2 separate regions of the Pan troglodytes genome follow, and region 1 is linked to region 2. The links are chromatin contacts, called in public Hi-C maps. All regions are on one chromosome and are shown on one strand. Each heading gives the region's core, a stretch centred on a gene start, on an enhancer-like site or on the middle of the called end of the contact. The rest is flanking DNA. Distances are from core to core; before and after follow the strand shown. Region 1 overlaps TXNRD2 (thioredoxin reductase 2). Region 2 has its middle 15 kb from the start of TBX1.

What was found. A called contact is a pair of places that touch in the nucleus more often than the background predicts.
Region 1: a Hi-C map of induced pluripotent stem cells shows a contact between it and region 2, with 3 times the contacts expected there. The contact joins two enhancer-like sites. A contact is called at or near these places in 3 of 7 Hi-C or Micro-C datasets (induced pluripotent stem cells and stem cell-derived neural progenitor cells) and 1 of 1 other capture datasets (stem cell-derived neural stem cells).

What each region holds. Positions count from the first base shown.
Region 1 is chr23:21,941,909-21,944,608 of NHGRI_mPanTro3-v2.0_pri, forward strand. It overlaps TXNRD2 (thioredoxin reductase 2), which reads right to left. Exons shown (of 18, transcript XM_016939722.3): 8 at 64-134. Among named protein-coding and RNA genes, the nearest start is that of COMT, 30 kb to the right of the region's middle. Within about 2 kb of position 1,428, at least 1 of the 24 cell types and tissues checked has an H3K27ac peak or open chromatin away from gene starts, as enhancers often do. A contact at or near this core is called in induced pluripotent stem cells, where this site is marked.
Region 2 is chr23:21,773,702-21,776,401 of NHGRI_mPanTro3-v2.0_pri, forward strand. No RefSeq gene overlaps it. Among named protein-coding and RNA genes, the nearest start is that of TBX1, 15 kb to the right of the region's middle. Within about 2 kb of position 1,375, at least 2 of the 24 cell types and tissues checked have an H3K27ac peak or open chromatin away from gene starts, as enhancers often do. A contact at or near this core is called in induced pluripotent stem cells, where this site is marked.

The sequences.
Region 1 (2,700 bases), core at 178-2,677, 170 kb after region 2:
CAGGGTCCAGTGCTCACTCTGGTGAACAAAAAGAGGACCCTACCAAGCACGCGCAGGCCTTACGTTTTTCCAGGGGATTCCTTCAGCCAGAAGATGTCATCACTTGTGATTCCATATTCCAAGGCACCTTCGATCTGTCAAGACAGAAATGACCCCTTGGACAAGAGCTCCATTTGGCCTGTCCTAGGGCTTCCTTAAAGAGGATGCCAGCTTTGCAGAATCAACCAGAGCTGTCCCAGGGCACACATGCACAGGGCTTCCCTGCTGCCAGTCCTTGTCTGCAGGCTGTGGCCTCTTTGGGGCTGCAGATGGCCTGTCTGCATATAAGCTGCTGCACTCCAGGTCCCGGTGCCCTCGCAAGGTACCTTTCCCCTCTGTTCCCCAGGACCCTCCCCTTGACCCTGGTTCAGAGCAGGATACAGGGCCTGAGGTGGGTACAGCAACTGCAGGGGCCATACAGGCAGACAGCTGGGACCCCTCAAGTCTGCCCGGGTTCTGGACAGACACATCAAACAGACAGGGGCATGCAGCCCCAGGGAGCAACACCTGGGTTCTGGGGGATCCAAACTCAGAGAGAGGAAGTGGGGAGAGAACAGGTCAGCAAATCAGGGCCAGCAGAGCTCAGGTGTGTCTGCGCGGCAGGGGTGGCCTACAAGGCCAGCCAGAGGAGAGGAGGCACAGGGGGTAAGTGCCACAGGCTGAGGTGGGCAGGGACTGAGAGGCAGCTCTGAGGGCACCTGGCTGAAGCCAGGACGGACTTCACACTCTTGAGGGCTGGCCGGGGCGGGCTCTGAGCCCAGAAATCATACAGGTCACCTGAAGAGGGGTGGCCAAGCAGGTGGGAGGCCCAGGGTGAACGTCCCCTTAGCGGCCATGAGAACAAGATGTGCTGGTGGAGGAAGCGGATCTCAAACAGTTTATGCTTCCAATTGGCAAAAAAAAATAAAGTCAGGAATTTCTCAGGTTTGCTCAAGGAAAACCGAAAGGTCTGGCAATCAAAGGGACTAAAACGCAAGCAAGCCTTGGCAGACACCCTGGGAGGGTGTGGCGGGGAGAGCGGAGCAGCCCTGAGCTGCCTGCCTCCTAAGGACCAGGAGCGCCTGCTGGATCCCCTGTGAGCCCAAAGAGCCGTCAGCAGCTGCCCGTGAGGTGCAGAGCAGGGCCGGGCCAGGCCAGGGCCCCTGTGCAGTGCTCCCTGGTGCGGATGCACGTGCAGCTCTGCCTGGGGCCTCAGAGAAGCCCAATGACCGCTGGGTGCTGGAAGCTGGCTGTGGCCTTCTTTAAGCAGAACCACCATGAGCCCAGCTGCCAGGAGAGGGGATCACTGGGACCCTGTCTGCAGCAGCTGCCTTGAACAACTGCACAGTGTCATCCTACAAAGTCACGCAGCCCTGAGCCCCACCTCTGTGCATAAGCAACCTGCCCCCTCTAGAGGCTGCTGTGGCTGCCTGGCGGCCAGACAAGTCCCATGGCCTCTAAGGACTGGGGGTGCTTGTGCTCCTCGGGGCCGCTCCTTTCCCTGTTTCCACAGTAAGCACAGGACGAAGTGGAGGCTGGGGTCACATCCAAGAAGTGGCAGAACCTCCCCTTGCTCTGCCTCCACCGGACTGCCCCTGGGTCTAAGTCAGAGGTGGTGCGGCCTCCAGGCCGAGAGAGCCGTGGTCTTCAAGAGCTTGGCTGCAGCCTACTTAGAGGCTTGGAGCAGGCGGCACACGGTTCCCTGGGAGACCCGTGGGGACTGGTCTCAGCCAAACCTCTCTGCTCACCCCCAGCCCATTTGCTTTCCCTGCTGCAGCTGCCCCCCAACCCCTCACCCCGGGGCCCCTTCCTCAACTCTGCCCCCACAACCCACAAGACTGGGCCAGGAGTTATTCGCCTCTCTGTTAAAAACAGCGATAAAACTGGCAAGAACTGTGAGATTCAGAATTACGGAAATTAACCACAGGCTTGCAGCAACATAGGGAACTAAAGTCAGGAAAAACAGCTGAAGCTGAGTGAGAATGGGAGCTCCAGGGTGTTTTAACTCACTCTGGTCCCACTCCCACCTCAGCGGCAGCCCTGAACAGTGACGTGTCAGAGAGAACAGAACTCAGCTGGGGTCTTTCAAAGCCCCCCGCAAAGAAGAGTCAGAGTCAGCAACTATAGGGTCACCTTTATCCAACTTCACTGGAGCTCAGCCAGAGCTAAAAGCCTTTCTCTGGGGGCATTTGTCTGAGGTTTTCTTCTCACAGCTGCCTGAGGGGGATAGGTAACAGTTGGAGCCAACAACAGACTACCCAAAAAGCTTCAAAGGAAAAACCAAAGTATGAGATGTCTGCTGGAGCTTTGAAAGGTTCCAGCATATTCCTGGGAACCTAGGCCAGGCACACGCACAGCACTGTGCACACATCAGGAAGGACCAACGAGGCCCTGAACCCTCACCTCCAGCTGACCTTGATCTCTGCAGAAGCAGGAAGTGAAGGCTAGGGCAGAGCTGTCTGCTGCCTGCTGAGTGTGGAAGGCATCCCCTCCAAACGCACACAGAGCCCTCAGCAAAGACCGGGAGAGTTCTTAGTTTAGGGAAATCTCCATGCAGTTCTTAGCTGACCACTAAGCTCACCAAGTAAAGACTTCAGTGGCCACATACAACAAAGAATAAGAGTCTACAAAGTCAGTTCCGAAAAGTCACCAAATAAGCAGCTGTAACAACAGAATCCTGGG
Region 2 (2,700 bases), core at 125-2,624:
TCCCAGGTCTGCTTGGTATTTTCCAGTGTATTCGCAGATTCTTAGTATGACACTTCCACTCGGCAGAAAGGACAGGGAGAGAAGGCTGTGCTTTAGGGCGACGGCAGCAGGGCCAGCTGGTGAGAACCATGCACAAGGGTGGCTGGCAGAGGGATGTGACATGGGCTCCCAAACAGGCCAGGGGACCTGAGGCCCAGGATGCCACCTGAGAGGCTGGGGAGGGCAGCTGAAGGAGGGAGGGGGCAGGGACTCCCCCCGGGGCCAGCCCACCTGCTGTTCTCGCAGCCCTGGGCCCAGTGATGTGGGGCTCAAGGGGGCCTCACCTGACGGTCAGTTGGGGAGCTAGAGGCCGGGACAGGAGCTGAGGGCCAGAGGGGACTCCGGAGGACACTGGATCAAGTGCCATCAGCTGGGCTAGTTGAAGAGTTTTGTGAGGGTTTTTTTTTGTTTTTTGTTTTTTGTTTTTTTTTGCAGGAGGGGTGGAACAAGGACCAGCATGCAGGGCAAGATGAGGCCTGAGGGTGGAGGGGACAGAAGAGCCCTGCCGGGACAAGGGACAGAGGGACATCGGTTAGGTTTCGACCCATGCACAAGAGCTCAGCCACGCTGCCAGTGCCAGACTGGCCCCCCTTCCTGGGGCGTGGCAGCACATTCAGTCATGGGCACAGGCAACGGCAGGGGCCAGGGCTGCCTCGAGCAGGGGAGGCTGGGCACCCAGCTGTCCTGTGAGGACACACCACCCCACCCTCAGACCGTGCCACTGGACACTCACATGACCCAAGTCTGGCCGCTTGCTCACTGGCACCCCTGCCAATCATGCTGACCTTCTTCCCACTAGCACCTGCTGGGAGCTGACAGAGGTCTCTATTCCCAGCCAGGCGCCTGCTTAGGTTATATTTAGGCCACAGGGGTGGGAGCTGGGCCTCTGACCCCCACCATGCCCAAGCAGGGGCAGCTGGGCTGACGCCGTGGGTTGCTCACTGCCTGCAGGGCCCCTCCCTCCAGGCCTTGTCCTCTCATCCGTCGGCCATGTGCAGGCTGGGAGGCGCGGGTGCTGGCCATGCTTCATATGGGAAACAAGCTAGTCTGGCTTTGAGCTCCTGGCCTCGGGACGATGGGGGCTGATGGCACCAGAAACTCTGGGGAGGCCAGGACAAGGGGACAGGCCCGGGAGCTCAGGTTGGGTGGGGGGCTGGCGGGAGGCCCAGCCCAGCCTTTCAGCTCCAGAGGCTCAGACGTGCCATGAGGTCATTCCCTCCTGGGAGCTCCCAGAGCCCTGCCCGAGGGGATGCTGAGCCCCAGGCCCTTCCTGCCCAGCCGGGGCTGGATCCCTCTTTTCCCTCCTGCTGCCCAGGCAGGATGTTTCCAGGGAGGAAATGGCTCCTGGGAGGCCACCCCACCCCCGCTGGAGTCTAGGGCCACTTCCTGCCCTGCATGGGCCTTGGTTCTGCCCCCAGTCTGCCAGCCTGGGCCAGACCCCAGATTTCCTGTCCCTACAGCATGGAGAGGCAGAGGTGTCTCGGCCTCAACCAGCCTGGGAGGCACAGTCGGAACCTCCTGGACCCCAGGACCTGAGAACTTCCCCCTGGAGCCCCACTTCCCTTGCCCCACAACCCTGGTCAGAGGGAGGCACGACCTGCCCTGCCCCCATGCCCAGCCTTCCCCAGCGCCACAGAGCCTCCTTCAGATAGGTTCCGCTTGGGCACCAGCTGCTGCTCCACCGCGTATCTCCATGGGGCCCACGGGCCTGGGCCATCCCCAGCCCACCCCAGGAAGCTGAATGGCTGCATCGAAGCTCCCTTTTGGCTACAATCCTGCAGGGCTGGCCTTGGACCAGCGGGCTAGCCTGGATCTGATGGGCCCTCCTAGCAGAGGTCATCACCCGGCTCCGTGGGCAGCCCCATCCCCAGGGGAGGTCAATCAGCTCAGTCCTCACCCACCCTATTCAATGGGGCTTCCTGCCGACCCCAGATCTGGGTGAGTGTCCTGGTCACCGCCCCCTCGACCACCACCCCATGCAGCAGGAAACACGTAGCTGGGGGGTTGTGGGGCTTCAGGACTGGGATTGGAGAGGCTGAAAGCAGGGCTCAGGGCTCTCGGCGGAAGTGGGGCCTCAGCCCACTCAGAGGTCCAGGAAGTGGGGGTCTCGGAAGCTTCCTCTCGGCCAGACAAGCCGGAGGGTCAGAGGCCTGGCCGCAGCTGCCCCTTCCTCTTCGGCCAGCCAGCTGCTGGGTGGCCCGTGCTGCAGCAGGCCTCAGGTTGGGGAGCTGGGTGTCCTTCAGCCCCCGCAGGTGGCCAGCATCAGGACCGGAAGGCTCTGAATCAGCCTGGTCTGGAGGTATGGGCAGCTGTGGGGGCCAGTGGACAGGTGTAGCAGAGCTCAGGGCGCACAGCAGAGGCCATCTCAGCCTGGGCCTGTGTTCCCTTCAGTCAGACCTCTCTCCAGCCTCGGCTTGCCCATCTCTCCAGTGAGGTGACAATCCCGGGCCTGACCAGACAGGCTGACCAGGACAGAGAACCCTGGGGCCTTCTAAGGCCACTGCCATGTGGGCCGGGTCCTGTCAGACACCCCCAGCCCTCAGCCCCTGACCCATTTCTGTTCATGCCCTGGCCCTCCTGCATGCCCACCCAACCCCACTGGAGCTCAGAGACCGAGCCCCTCCAAGGCCTTTTCTCCACAGCCAGGATCAGGCCCCCAGA